Linked DNA regions of Mus musculus: regions 1 and 3 are each linked to region 2. Evidence: chromatin contacts called from public promoter capture Hi-C data. All regions are on one chromosome and are shown on one strand. The core of a region is the stretch at or near the end of the contact, and the rest is flanking DNA. Distances in the headings are between cores, read along the strand shown.

What was found. Promoter capture Hi-C pulls out the DNA fragments that hold promoters and counts their contacts. Capture Hi-C pulls out chosen DNA fragments and counts their contacts.
Region 1: a promoter capture Hi-C map of liver shows a contact between it and region 2, with 2.2 times the contacts expected there. The contact joins the promoter of Neil1 here to the promoter of Pml in region 2. A contact is called at or near these places in 3 of 39 promoter capture datasets (the C10 cell line, erythroid cells and pre-B cells) and 1 of 9 other capture datasets (liver).
Region 3: a contact with region 2 is called in a promoter capture Hi-C map of the C10 cell line, with 2.2 times the contacts expected there. The contact joins the promoter of Bbs4 here to the promoter of Pml in region 2. A contact is called at or near these places in 3 of 39 promoter capture datasets (the C10 cell line and liver).

What each region holds. Positions count from the first base shown.
Region 1 is chr9:57,146,895-57,149,594 of GRCm38.p6, forward strand. It overlaps Neil1 (nei endonuclease VIII-like 1 (E. coli)), which reads right to left and starts at 1,411. Exons shown (of 10, transcript NM_028347.3): 1 at 1,190-1,411; 2 at 1-163. The coding sequence starts at 140.
Region 2 is chr9:58,248,477-58,251,176 of GRCm38.p6, forward strand. Pml (promyelocytic leukemia) reads right to left here and starts at 1,310. Exons shown (of 9, transcript NM_178087.4): 1 at 1,065-1,310. The coding sequence starts at 1,214.
Region 3 is chr9:59,352,134-59,354,833 of GRCm38.p6, forward strand. Bbs4 (Bardet-Biedl syndrome 4 (human)) reads right to left here and starts at 1,375. Exons shown (of 16, transcript NM_175325.3): 1 at 1,277-1,375. The coding sequence starts at 1,300.

The sequences.
Region 1 (2,700 bases), core at 161-2,660, 1.1 Mb before region 2:
ATGTGGTAGGCACTGCTCTCAAAGGGCACCTCCGGGTTCCGGCTGACAGAGGACTTCTCCACACACCCACCAAATACCAGCCCCTTACATGTCTCATTCACAAAGTGGCTGGCCAGGTGCAGCTCTGGGCCCTCTGGCATTCTGAAGGAGGAATGGCTGGGCCCTGTAGTAGGAAGAGGACAACAGGTCGTGCCAGAAATGTCTTGTTCAGTAGGAATTATTACCAAGTTTGTACAGAGGAAAAGTCAGAGACACAGAGAGGCATAGCGCCATATAGGATAGGCAAAGAAATGGTGGCCTGGCCACCCATCCAAGGTACTGGGTACCAGGAAGCTGAAGCTGGGAGGCACATGGCTGTCTTGCTCACTGGTGCTTTCCTTCCATGGCCTCCACACCTCGCTTTAGAATACAGTTCAGATTCTTGCTGGAGCCTATTACCTTGTGTCCCCCAATCCCTCCTACCCACTTACAAACCTGTTCCTCCCCAACTCCTGGCCTTTGCCCCTGCTGCCTCCCATCCCACACACAGTAGGAAGTTTGAAGGAGGCCTTCTCTCTCCCTAATCCACATCTTAACTTAGGAGCTCCCAAAGTTCAAAGCTACTCAGCATCTGTTCTAGCACCTCACGGCACCCAAGGCAAAGCTCGGGTCACTCATCCACTACAGCTCAATCAGGCCCTGAATCTGTCTACATCCATGGAGGTAGAAACTCAAATGTGCGCTGGACCAATGGGATTGACCTAGCCTGCCATGGTCACCCAGGCAGAAGAGAGAGGCTTTCTCCCGGCTGCCTTCTTGTCAGGACAGGAGGCAGAAGTAGGAGAAGGGTAAGCTCCAATCTGTGCACAGCCCTGTTCTCATGGATCCCTGGGGTGCCAGGAAGGACAGGGCTCTCGTTCTTTGTCCTCACCACCCTCCTCTATCCCTCACCTCGCGCTTTGCTACTAGCAAGATCTGAGGAGAAGGTAGGTAGGGAAGACGGGCGGTTTTAAAGTAGACGCGTTGGGGGCTTGGCACCAAAAAGGGTTCGGTTTGCGGAAAACCTTCAGAGTCCTAGTTTTGCGAGGTGTGAGATAGCGCACACACCCAACAAAATTTTGGTTTCTCTGTCTTTCCCGGGCTCCCAGATCCTTTAGATCTTCACCTTTACTGAGACCCCGAATCGCCCCCATTAAAGTTGAATGAATACCTGCTCTGGTTACTGCTCAACCTGAGGCAGCAGCCAGTAAGGGGTTAATCCCAGCAGTCTGCCGAACTTCAGAGCACGCTGGGAAAGGCTAGAGACACTCTGGTACCTGCTGGGAAATGTAGTTTTCTCAGGCAGGCGGCGCAGTATGGAATGGAGTTCCTTATTTATGAGAATCCCGGGTGTTGGGCAAGCTTTGGAGCAGTCGCGTAACCCGGAGGTGACGAAAGAACTGTGAGCAGAGCCTTGTTCCGAACTGGTGCCCGGAGTCGCAGCTGCGTCTGCAGTTGAAGTCACCAGTTAGCCTGGCCAGGATTGACGCCAGCAGCCGGAAACGGCGCTGTGTAGAGCCACAAGCAGCTGTATGCGAGGCATACACAGGTGCAAGATAAACAATCCCTGGGGACCCAAGATGGCCGTGTCAATGAGCAGTCAGATGTAACATATAAACAACTTTATCACGGCCTGCGGGAGCTAGGGGGCCGAGAGGGGGGAGTGCATCCGGCAATACCACAGGGGCTTATATCTGGGGCAGCACTAGGTAAAGTCAGGAGTTAGGCACAAAAGCTTGGTTTGACTGTCACAACCTCAGGCAAAAAAAAAAAAAAAAAAAGTGTCGGCAAGATACCTTTTGCCAGGCACAAGGGATCGATTCAAAGTTCAGGAACAGAAGCTGAGGAAGGCCTGTGTGGCTGCCGCAGGGGTGAGTGGTGATGGGTAGGCTAGGGGAGAACAAGAGGAGAGAAACATTGGTGAGGCTAAGCCTCAAACGTCCCTGGGAGATGGAAGCAGCATTATTAAAACGTATAAAAGAGAAAGAAAGCCTCTGCAGGTGCGTTGTGCTGACCAACAGCGGAGACTCACCCTTTTACACACTTATTTCTCTTGTTCCTCCAGTCACCCATTTACTCATTTCTTATATTTTTTAGGAGAGGACGGTTAAAGAGAGGGTCTTGCTATGTATTCCTCATTGTCCTGGGCCTCAGACTGGTTCCCAGCTTCCCCTGATCTTCTCTTCAGCCTCCTCAGTAAGAACTGGGATGATAGGAAAGGGCCACTGTCGTGGTTTGAATGAGAATGGCCTCCACAGGCTTCCCGTCTCATCAGGCGGCTGTACTCACGTGTTCAAGCATGAACTAGCAAGCTCGCACACACATGGGGTGGGGAGGGAGATGATAAAAATGTCTTAAGAAACACAGCGTGTGGAATATAAGCAGAGTGGAATATTATACACTGCCTGCCACAGGTAGCAGCATAGGTGATTTTGAGGATATTATGCTAGGTGGTAGGTAGGTCAGTTACAGAAGGACAAACACTGAGATTCCATTTATGTGAGAAGTCCACATTAATCAGACACACAGAGTGAGGAGAAAGATTGTTGAAGATGGGGTAGGGGAGGAGAGGTTGATAGTAGGAATAAAGTTCCAGTTGCCTAAGATGAGCAAGTGCAGCATGCGGTCTGTAGCTAACACTGTTGTACAGCAAACTCTCTGTTGGATTCTTTTTTATTGTCG
Region 2 (2,700 bases), core at 60-2,559:
AATGGGATGGAGGTAGTTCCTTCCAGGGTGAGTATGGAAGGTTGAGGCAATACTCCCAGGAAGGCCATGAACTAGGCTTCCTTAGGAAAATGAGCTTGGTGGCGCATACATTAATCCCAGAGCTCAGAAGGCAGGCAGGTGGTTTCTATGAATTTGAGACCAGCCTGGCTTACAAAGCAAGCTCCAGCCCGGCCAAGGCTACAGAGTGAGACCCTGTGTTCCAAAAGATAAAATAAAATAAATCCCTAAACCTCATACACATAAAATAAATTGATGAAAATCAAAAGAGAAAGCAGCTGTGTGAATCCTGTTGGTCTTAGCAGGCACTTTGGTCTGAGCCAGGTTCTGTCTGTTTGTTTGTTTTGTTTTGAAACAGGTCTTGCTGTGATGCCCTCAGCGGTCTTGAACTCTCTTTGTGGCCTAGGCTGGCCTGGAACTTGTCATCCTCCCTCCAGCCCTACCATCCCAAGCACTATTGCTCCTGGGATGTGCAACCACAGCTGAAAAACGGGAAGTGTTGGTGTGGGGGTCAGGGAGGGCGACTATAGTTTTGCCAAGTCTGGGACATGCCTTTAGCTCCAGGCCAGAGCAAATAAGACTCCTGGCCAGGCCTTCCACAGGACTATAGTCTTTCATCTGAGGTAGGCGCTTCAGGCAAGGCTTCAGGGAGTAGGAGTTACAATCCAACTATCCCCAGTTACAATCCAACTCATCCCGGTTTTTTTTTTTTTTTTTTTAGACAGGGTTTCTCTGTGTAGCCCTGGCTGTCCTGGAACTCACTCTGTAGAGACCAGGCTGGCCTTGAACTCAGAAATCCACCTGCCTCTGCCTCCCAAGTGTTGGGATTAGAGGTGTGCCCCACACCGCCGGGCCCCTGTTCCTATTTTACTCTAGGCTATCAGTTCTACCTCTGCCCAGCCAGGAGGGTCAGGACCTTGGTGTCTCTTTAGGACACTAACCCATTAACTTACTTCTCTATAACGACCTTCTTCATCCTCAACTCCTCGACCAAAGTAAACGAATAAAAAAACCTAATAGCCCTACACCTTCTAACCCAGTAGTACCTCTGCAGGGCTTTGGCTGTGTTCATAGTCTTCGGAGGGTTCCTCTGGGGGAGGCATGGTGGGCGTGGGGGTCAGGGCAGAGTCCTGTTGTCGACAGGGAGATCCAGGGGGTGCAGGTACCTTCTGCACGGAAACTGGTTCAGTTTCCATTTCTTGATTAGGTCTGTGAAGGCGGGAAATGGGTCTCAGATCTGAGCCAGAAAACTGAGCGAGAGATTGCCCGAGGAGAGCCCGCCTCCCGAGAGGAAGTGAGACAGGGCTGGGCGGGTCTAGGGGCGGAGAGGCTGGTTCTATAATCTCCCTTCCAAAGTTAAGAGAAAGACTAGGGAGCTATGGAAGTAACTCTGGTAGAGTCAGAAAGGTTAACCAAACAAGCAAGTAAACAAGCCCGGCATGCGGGCATGGCTCATTAGCAGAACAAGGAAAGATCCGGCCACGTACGCAGCATGCACACCAGGAGAGAAACAGAGCTGACAGGCTTTTCCCTGTCTGTGAGCTATTGGACTCATTCCACAGCTATATGTCTTTCTAGTTAAAAGCCAGGTAGAGAAATAAACTCCTCTTTGAGAGAGCCTCCCAAGTGCACCCTAGTGGAGACTTCGACTCAGTACTGGGATGGGTTTGCCTGGAAAGGCATCCCTCAGCTGAGAATGGAGCATGAGATAGAAAATGACCAGGAATTCAGAGCTGCTCAGACATTTTAAAGAGAGACAAACACTTGGAAAGGAGTGGAGGTCTGAAACAGGAGAGCCAGTTTGGGAAGTAGTCAGGGCCATTTTCAGATTTAAGATGGGGCTCCTGCGAAGTGATACCAGAGAAGATGAGATGAATCATACGGTGAGAAATGGACCGATTCTACATATGATCTGAGAGTTGGTGAAGGGTTTCTTACAGCGTGTCAGCTGCGTCTCTTGAATGACCTTGAGGCAGGTGGCCTATGAGAAGTAACTGTGGGACACAGAGTTAGTTCTGAGTCAGTGGAAGGACCGTGGTGACAGAACAGCGTTGAATGGGTCTGATGACTGTGCATCGTACAGAGGTAGACAACAGGGAGGCAAGGGGAGAGCTGGCCAGCAGTGGTGAAGAAAACAAGAGATACAAAGTTAGCTTTTTGACCAAGAAAAAGCAATCCAGAAACTAGTGGGTGAGGAAAACACACACCTGCTGACACTCTCATTGGCCAGTGCCTTTGGCTTCTAACTTCAGTCTGTTCCCACCCACTTTTCTGGCCCCTATGTGCCTATTCTCTGTTCCTATGTGAAACTGATTAAAAGGGATGGTAACAGGTTCCTGCTTTTGTAAACTTAGAGTTGTGGTGAGATGGGTTCTAAAGGGAGACCCAACATCCTGGAGACTGTGGAGGCCATACATCTAAGCTGACCAGTATCCCTTGGCCTTTAAAATTAGCCCATCAAGGGCTGGAGAGATGGCTCAGCGGTTAAGAGCACTGACTGTTCTTCCTGAGGTCCTGAGTTCAATTCCCAGCAGCCACATGGTGGCTCACAAGCATCTGTAATAGAATCTGATTCCCTCTTCTGGTGTGTCTGAAAACAGCTACAGTGTACTCATATAAATATTTTGAGTAAATATTTTAAAAAATTAGGCCAAGATCAGTTATATTGTGTACAAATATTTG
Region 3 (2,700 bases), core at 125-2,624, 1.1 Mb after region 2:
GCATCTGCTCAATAAACTATCCCTGTCTGACTGCGATCAGTGTTTGTGTGGTTTGTGAAGAGATTCCTAGACTCCAGGAGTATGCATGTATTATTTAGACATGAAAAAGAATAAGGTGTAATCTGTAGTACTGTGGAAAAATTATGCTAAGTAAAATATGCCTGGCAGAGAAAGCCAAAGCATGTTCTCACTCCTATGTGGAAACTAAAAAAGCTGATCTCAACGGGGTAGCACACACCTTTAATCCCAGGCAGCCTAGTCTACTCTCTAGTTCTAGGTCAGTTGGGGATACACAAATAAACCCTATCTTTACAAAAAGGAACAAACAAAGTTGATTTCATGGAAATAGAGAGTAGAACAAGAGGTCACCAAAAGTTAGGAAAGGGAAAAGATGGAGAGAAACATTCAATAATATTCAATAACAGGAGCCAAATACCAACAGACAGAAGCAAATGCTTATGTGGGGGCTACTGTTTGCAACAGTTTATATGCTGAGATGGAAATGGTAATGACCCTGACTTGACCATCACACACAGTACACTTTGTACCGACGTATCATCACACTGTACCTCATAAACATACAACTATAAGTCAATCCAAAAAAAAGGAGCTAGGAGTGATGACGCACTCCTGTAAATCCCAGAAGTCAGGGGATTAAAGGTGGCTAATCCGTAGCCAACATGAACTACAGGTGCAAATACCATGTACATACAAGACTGTCACAAACAAGCAAGGTCATGAGTGATGCAAAAAGCCAGTTACTTCTGGGTCAGCCTGAATTCACAGAGGCTGTTGTAGAATTAACTAACGATTTAAACCAGCTGAGTTCTGAAACAGGGCTTTTCCGAAATCTAATCGCAGCTGGGAAAACAAGCCAGTCGCAGTGAGAGGGCAGGGGCGCTGAATGGTTCCAGGCTTCATCCAATTAAATTACCAATCTATGGGATATCAAAAACTGCCTAATGAAGGTGCAGTAACCCCCACCTCACGCCCACCCTCAAATCCTAAGAGTAGGAAAAACACCATTTCCAAAAAACCTCTCTTCTCTGCCCAATCCCAAAACAGACGAAGCGCTGCACACAGGTCAGCATTCGCCAAACGCCCAGCCAGGCGGGGAGCTGGACCGCGCCGCCTCCCGGAGGGACTACTTGGCGTACGCCCCGGCCCCGCCACCCCAGCCCCGCTGGCCGCCCCGGCCTGGCCCCGCCTGGCCCGGCCCCGCCACGACGCTCCGCCCTGAGGCCGCCGCTAAGCCTCCGAGAATCTCCCCGCTTACCATCCCAAGCTTCACTTCAGCCATCTTGGCTCCGCCCACCGCTTCGCGACCGGAAGCCGACCGTTTCCCGGGCGACCAGCTGAGCAGGAAGTCAAAGCCAGGGAAGGAAGGAGGAACCTGAGCCCCTAAGGAGTTGTGAGTGGAAGGTCAGGCTGTGAGGTCAGTGAGTTCCAGGGTCTCAGCCACAGATGGATGGCTTAGCTCGGAAGGAATAGGTGAGGGGACTCGCAGCCAGAGCTTAGATAGCTCTGCACCGGGCTGGACGAATTTAGAGTGGAGCGTGTCAGTTAGATAGTAGACAACGAAGTTTATAACTTATGTTTCCAAGAGATTTGGTCTAAGCCTTACATTGGCAACAAAGTTTTTCAATGACATTTTGTGAGGAAAATATGCTTTCATCGCCAGTGGAAACAAATTGGTCAAGCTTCCAATAAGAGCAGCTTAGCCACAACTACCAAAATTAAAAATGCTTATAACCTTAACCCAACTGTTTCAATTATAGGAATTTATTCTATACATATAGACATAAGACATGGCTTTACATACAGAGGTATCCGATGTATCATTGTTTGGAATAACCAACACCCAAAAAAACAACCTAAATACCCAACAGTAGAAATCAAATAAATGATAAGTTCATATTGTGTGGCATCTGAAAAGAGACAACTATTTACATGGTAAGAGAATTGCCAAGGTATTCTATTATCAGATAAGGACAATGTGCAAGAAATGCATACAGTGTCTATGTTAATAAGAAGAAAGCAAAACTAAGAATATTATGTACATAATTCTTTATTAGAAAATATTTCAACTTGGGCGTGATGGTGCATGCCTTTAATCCCAGCACTCGGGAGGCAGAGGCAGGTGGATTTCTGAGTTCGAGGCCAGCCTGGTCTACAAAGTGAGTTCCAGGACAGTCAAGGCTATACAGAGAAACCCTGTCTCAAAAAAGAAAAAAAAGAAAGAAAATATTTCTAGGATATTTAAATACTAAAAGTGGTTCTCTCTAGGGAAGAGAACTGTATAGCAGGCAAGCAAAGAGCAGAGGTAGGCTGTTTAGAACTGTAATTTTACTCTACATGGACATACTTGTTTGTTTGTTTGTTTGTTTGTTTGTTTTCGAGACTGGGTTTCTCTGTGTAGCCCTGGCTGTCCTGGAACTCACACTGTAGACCAGGCTGGCCTCGAACTCAGAAATCCGCCTGCCAATGCCTGCTCTTTGGAAGGCAGAGGCAAATGGATCTTTGTGAGTCTGAGACCAGCCTGATCTACACAAAGTTCCAGGAAGGACAGTCAGGACTATGTAACAAGACCTTTTCTCAAAACGTTTAAAATAAAATAAAATGGATGCCAAAAAATGATAATCTAAGAGAGACTACTTTCCTTAGAAAAAAGAGATGGCACAAGAAATGGAAAACCAGGTA